2 separate regions of the Sus scrofa genome follow, and region 2 is linked to region 1. The links are chromatin contacts, called in public Hi-C maps. All regions are on one chromosome and are shown on one strand. Each heading gives the region's core, a stretch centred on a gene start, on an enhancer-like site or on the middle of the called end of the contact. The rest is flanking DNA. Distances are from core to core; before and after follow the strand shown.

Evidence for each region. Hi-C and Micro-C count contacts between places; a contact is called where the count stands out from the background.
Region 2: a Hi-C map of liver shows a contact between it and region 1, with 4 times the contacts expected there. The contact joins two enhancer-like sites. A contact is called at or near these places in 5 of 47 Hi-C or Micro-C datasets (embryonic fibroblasts and liver).

What each region holds. Positions count from the first base shown.
Region 1 is chr13:52,702,929-52,705,803 of Sscrofa11.1, forward strand. All of the region lies in intron 4 of FOXP1 (forkhead box protein P1), which reads right to left. Among named protein-coding and RNA genes, the nearest start is that of FOXP1, 270 kb to the right of the region's middle. Within about 2 kb of position 1,518, at least 5 of the 83 cell types and tissues checked have an H3K27ac peak or open chromatin away from gene starts, as enhancers often do. A contact at or near this core is called in liver, where this site is marked.
Region 2 is chr13:52,881,457-52,884,156 of Sscrofa11.1, forward strand. The region is part of intron 2 of FOXP1 (forkhead box protein P1); the gene reads right to left. Among named protein-coding and RNA genes, the nearest start is that of FOXP1, 92 kb to the right of the region's middle. Within about 2 kb of position 1,370, at least 3 of the 83 cell types and tissues checked have an H3K27ac peak or open chromatin away from gene starts, as enhancers often do. A contact at or near this core is called in liver, where this site is marked.

The DNA.
Region 1 (2,875 bases), core at 268-2,767:
AATGCCACAAAACCAAATGGCTTCACTTATGTTTCCTGCACGGCAAATTGACACAACGCCCTTAGAATGTAAAAGTCGATTTTTACACATAAACTAGGATCTTAATATTTTTCCCCACTTGAATGATTTTGTTGCCATTGTTACTTTTTCAGAGGGGGGCTTCTTTGATAAACCACTCAGAACTTCATGGTGAAAAAGATGTTTCCCCACAGATCTATGTGTGTAGGCTCAAAAGAATCCCCCTTTTGAAAGCTTCCTCTCTGCTATTCTGTTTCCTGTGATCATCAGACACTAGAGGTGGACATCAAAAAAGAATCTTCAAATTATTCCAATTAAACCTTTATTTCCGTTTTTGCTCTAACGTGTAGACTGTATCCCTCATTCGTTATTTGAAATAACCTCACTCATTTTTCGTCACTGTCCTTAAACATTAGCAGGCTGCCCAGAAGTTTTCCTTATTCTGCTCATTCTACATTTACTGAGCCACGACTGTGGTATCGGGAATGTGCACGATTATGAGTGATCAAAATCATCATATTCCCACAGGACAGCAGAGACTGCCTGCTCCATTAAGCCAGGGACTCCACATTTTATAAATCGTTCCCAGCAGGTAGGCTGAAGCTTTGTATTTATGTATAAACATATTTGGGCCAGCGGGTACAAGAGATGTCTGAAAAAGTTGTGGTGCATCCGGAGTCAGCCAATTGCTTTCGAAGGTGGGAATTAAGACCTCACCTGGATGAGTTCCCATTGTGGTGCAGCAGAAACAAATCTGACTAGGAATCATGAAGCTGCGGGTTCAATCCCTGGCCTCGCTCAGTGGGTTAAGGATCCAGCATTGCCATGAGTTGTGGTGTGGGTTGCAGATGCAGCTCAGATCCCATGTTGCTGTGGTCTTGCTGTAGGACGGTAGCTACAGTTCTGATTGGACCCCTAGCCTGGGAACCTCCATATGCCCTCAAAAGCAAAGCAAAAAACAAAAAACAAAACAAACAAAAAAAACACTTTGCGTTTTAGGTTAAATCAACATAGCTCATCATAAATGGGTCTCAGAAAGAGACAATGGTGAAAAATAACTGTCACTGGGAAAAGAGAAAACCCACAGGCCAACTCCTCTCTCTGCTTTTTTGCAGGGGCAGGTTAGAAGCAGGGATCCCGAGTCAGGCAAGAGCTTGGTTGGAATCAAGACTCACATGGTGGGGACCATGTCTGGTTTATGTCTCTTTTCTTGCTGACAGTGGTTTCCCCTGCATCCCTCTCCATGTTCTAATCTAAGAAGGCCTCGGCTGTTTTCCCCAGGGGCTGATTTCTGGTCCTCTTGTGGGTGTTTCTGCCTGGGACCACAGAGGCTCCTGGTCTGGAGGGTGGCTGGTAACCTTAGGACACACACAGTGAATCCAGCCACCGGGTGAGGGATTCCGCTAATTGTTTAAACCTGCAGTCGTGTCTGGCCACCAGTTGGCAGACACAACTTGTGGCTGACGACCAGGCCTAGGTTAGCACAGCTGGAGCCAGATGACAAGCTCTCGGAGATATTCTTCCCGTGGCCACATCTGGCTCCTGGCGGTTCCAAGCTGTGGCGAAACATTTTGTTTGGTTTTTCTGGGAACGTTTAGGCAATAGACAAAACTAGTCAGAATCATCTCGACTCTGTGCATTTCAGTTGGGGACAAAATATCAAAATATCAACTCCATGAAGGCAAGCACTTCATCTGTCTTGCATACATGCTGGCTCTTAGCACCGAAGAGTAGCTATTTATGGTCATTGTTCTCTAAATACATATGGAATGAACACCATGGACCAGTGTGGGAACTAAATAAAATCAAATCTGTATCTCACTGCAGCTCCTATATTCTTATCATTCTATGTGCAATGGCGAACACTCTGGGTGCACATAGAAAAGACCCGCAAAGGAGCTCCAGAATTCAACTTTCCTGTGGGCATGTTGACCCAGAAACAAAGACACTCAAGAATGAACTCAGGAGTTCCCGTTGCCACTTAGTGGTAACGAACCCGACTAGCATCCATGAGGACGCAGGTTCAATCCCTGGCCTCTCCCCGTGGTTTAAGGATCTGGCACTGCCATGAGTGGTGGTGTCGGTCCCAGATGCGGCTCAGATCTGGTGTTGCAGTGGCTGTGGCGTAGGCCAGCAGCTACAGCTCTGATTTGATCCCTAGCCTGGGAATTTCCATGTGCCGCAAAACGCAAAAAACAAAAACAGAACAAACAAAAAAGAACGAACCCACTCACGTGGTCACTCTAGCTGGGAGGATCTCCCAGGGATCTCTCCCTGAAAAGCACCTTCTTCCAGTATTACCCACATTCTCACTTTATTAGTCCTTAAACTGCAAAACTTGGCAGTCATGTGCCCACCGTGTTGCAAGTGACCCGAGAGTAGCCACTTACCTTTCGGCCACCAGAGTAATGTCAAATGATGAGGCAACTTTTCCTGGCTCCTTTTCAGCCCATTTCCTTTCCCATGCCTTTCTTCCTGAATTCTCGGACACTTGCAGATCCCAGCTTCCATCTCTAGGCTTTCCCAAAGCTCCCCATCTCTCTAGCTCCCATTAGAAATACACTGAGAAATACTGGTGTGATCAGAACTCTATGGGGCTCATCCTCTTGGCTCCTTAGCTGGAAAGGTCTCTGATACATACAGGATGCTCCGTTTACACTGAGGCTGGGGACCCTGTAATACTGATAACAATAAAGTGCCACCCAATGCCCCCAGAACATGACAAAGGAGGAGGGACATTTGGTAGAAGCCCAGCACGGCTGTTTGCCTGTGACACTGCTTCCCCAATACAGAGAGTTAACGTTCCTAAAACAAGAATGGCTGAAACGGGCAGATGACTTTGACAAGCTCAGCATAT
Region 2 (2,700 bases), core at 120-2,619, 180 kb after region 1:
ACCTCTAAAATTGAAAAACATAGCAACTGAAATTTAAAAGAAAAAAAAACAAAAACAGAAGACAGTATCCAAATAAATATCCAGAACACAACCCAGAGGCAAAAACTGTCTACCTAGATTGGTATGCCCAGAAAAATTACCTTTCAAAAATGACAGTGAAATAAAGACCTTTTCAGACAAACAGAAATTTATCACCTTTCGGAAGTTACCTTGTGGTGCAGCAAGTTAAGATCTGGCATTGCTGCAACAGTGGTATAGGCTGCAGCTGCAGCTGGGTTCAATCCCTGGCCCTGGGGGAACTTCCATAGGCCAGGCCATGGGCAGAGCCAAAAAAAAATTTTATCACTCTTCTCCAAGGATATTCAGAAAAGATGCATTTGGGGCCCAAAGAAAAAGATTTCATGAAGAAGGTCCCCTGATTTAAGAAGAAAGGGGGGCCAAAGTAATGGAGAACTTGTGAGTAAATGAAAAGTAAATGCCTTAAAATGACATGCAGGTCTCAAAAAAAAGTTGGATAACACTGTCACTTGCTCCCCACCCAGGCCCACTTGTTCACACTGGCTCTCTGTCACCAAGGCTGACTGCAAACCTGCTCTGCAATGAAGGTACCGGGTTGAAATGCAGATTCCTGCCCCCAGAGTCCAGAGATTCTCAGTCTGGTCCCCGGAATCTGCATTTCTACCAGATACCCCAAGGATCGCTGATGAAGATGCATCCTTGCCTCTGAAGAGGCTGCACCACTTCAGGCCAGGAATCCAGGGAGCCCCAGGGGCTCAGCCTGGGAGGTCATGGCTGAAGGTCCAGCTGGCCTTTGTTCTCTTCCACTTCACTAGAGCCCCAGAGAGCACCTGGGCCCAGGGGGTCAGCAGCAACTCTGCCTTAACCCTGCCAGTAAGGAGCTGCAATAAATTAAAAGCCCATTAAGATATTTTAGAGAAAAGCCTAGAAGTGCTGAACCATTAATTGTGCCATATTCAATCTGCTTTTCTGGAGATTTGAAAAGCCAGATTACCATCTTGGGGGTCATTAGAAAGAATGAAGCTTTCTCCGTTTTCAATTTACATATTTAAAAATGCATAGATCCTTCCAGTGGCTACTACACAGGGCTTTCCAAGACCAGAGGCCACTTTGTGGTCTAACCATGGAGACAGAAGCCCGGGGGGTCATGGGACCAATAAGAAACCAAAGCTCAGGGACCATGGTTGCAAAACAACTCCAGGAAAACAGGTAGAGGCAGCCACAAAACAACAGTGATGTTTTTTTGTTTTGTTCTCCCCTGTTTATTTTTCCCTGAAGCAATCCTTGCTCGGTACAAAAGTCTGCAGGGAGCTGGAAAGAGCAGCTGTGGTTCCCTGAGGCCAAGACCTAGCAATCAAGTTGTTTACCAAACACTGCCAGGCACCGGGAAAACAACAACAGCACAGGCAGTATTTGCATCTGTTTTTCAAAAACAACCTCCAAAGTCTGAGGCCTGTCGGGTACTTCCCTGCATGGTTGAGAGGAGCACTTGGAAATTAAAGGCATGAACTGCCTTGGGGATAAGCCCCCATGGCCTACATGTAATCCATTATTCCATTTCTTTTGAAGAGTGCCTAGTCTAAAAATAAAAAGGATTGGCAGTCTGCAGAGCTGCCAAGCAGCGGACTGATACAGACAACATGCTCATCACTGGCAGTTCCAAGCAAGACAACAGTGGCCATCTTTGCAAAGTGACATACTTTGCTGACCATCCAATGCCTCAAGACAGCCAGCAGTGGTTCTCAATTTTGACCAAGCACCAGATTCTCCTCTGGGAGGGCTAATAAAATACAGATTCCTGGGCCCCTCTCTCCCTCTGAATGTCTAATTCGGTAGGTTCAGGGTGGGGCCAGAAAATCTTCAGCAAGTCCTCACGTGATGCTGGTGCTACTGGCCCAGGCACCACGTTTTGGAAAGCACTGCTCCCTAGCCACCCTAAAGATCTGGGAAGTCCGTTCCCACCCACACCTGTCCCAGGGATCATCTGAGCGAGTATGGCAGGGTCATACCCAAAGGAGTTCACAGAACAAAATGCACTGCACGGTTTTCCACGTGCTCCTCCAGATGCTCCATCTGCCGTATTGCCTCAACCTCCCACCTTGCCGTGTCCTGGGAGGGAGCCCTGTGGGGATGCATCAATGGGTACCCTTGTCCTCTAACTTCCAGCTGGCACAGCAACTGGAGGTCTCATCTCAGAAGGACAGAGAAGATGGGGCATTTAGCAACCAGGCTCTCTCCCCACCCAGGCACTGGAAGTTGACTCCGAAAGATCACAGCTCCTGCCAGGCAGCCCTTCCCATGCAGCTGTTCTCCCCCAGCTTTCCCGATGAGCCCTCCCCATGTTCTCTCAGACCCACAAGAGGTACAAGCCACCTATTTCCTGCAAGGACTCTGACACAAAACTCAAACTGAATGTCTTCTCCTCTGGCTCTCCCTAGGTTTTAGAATGCTATACCTGGAATCCTATGTACCCACATAATGTAAGTATACGTGTTCATACACACTCATATACACATGTATGTATATAAGAATATATATACAATACATATATCATTATAAATTTTTTAATGTAGCTCAATCAGATAGGCCAGGAGACCTGGGAGCCCATGGCCAAGGCCATCTCATGGGGTTTGCAACCCATGTTCCTTCAGGTCCCTGTGCCCCAGGAAGAGTAGGCCCCCT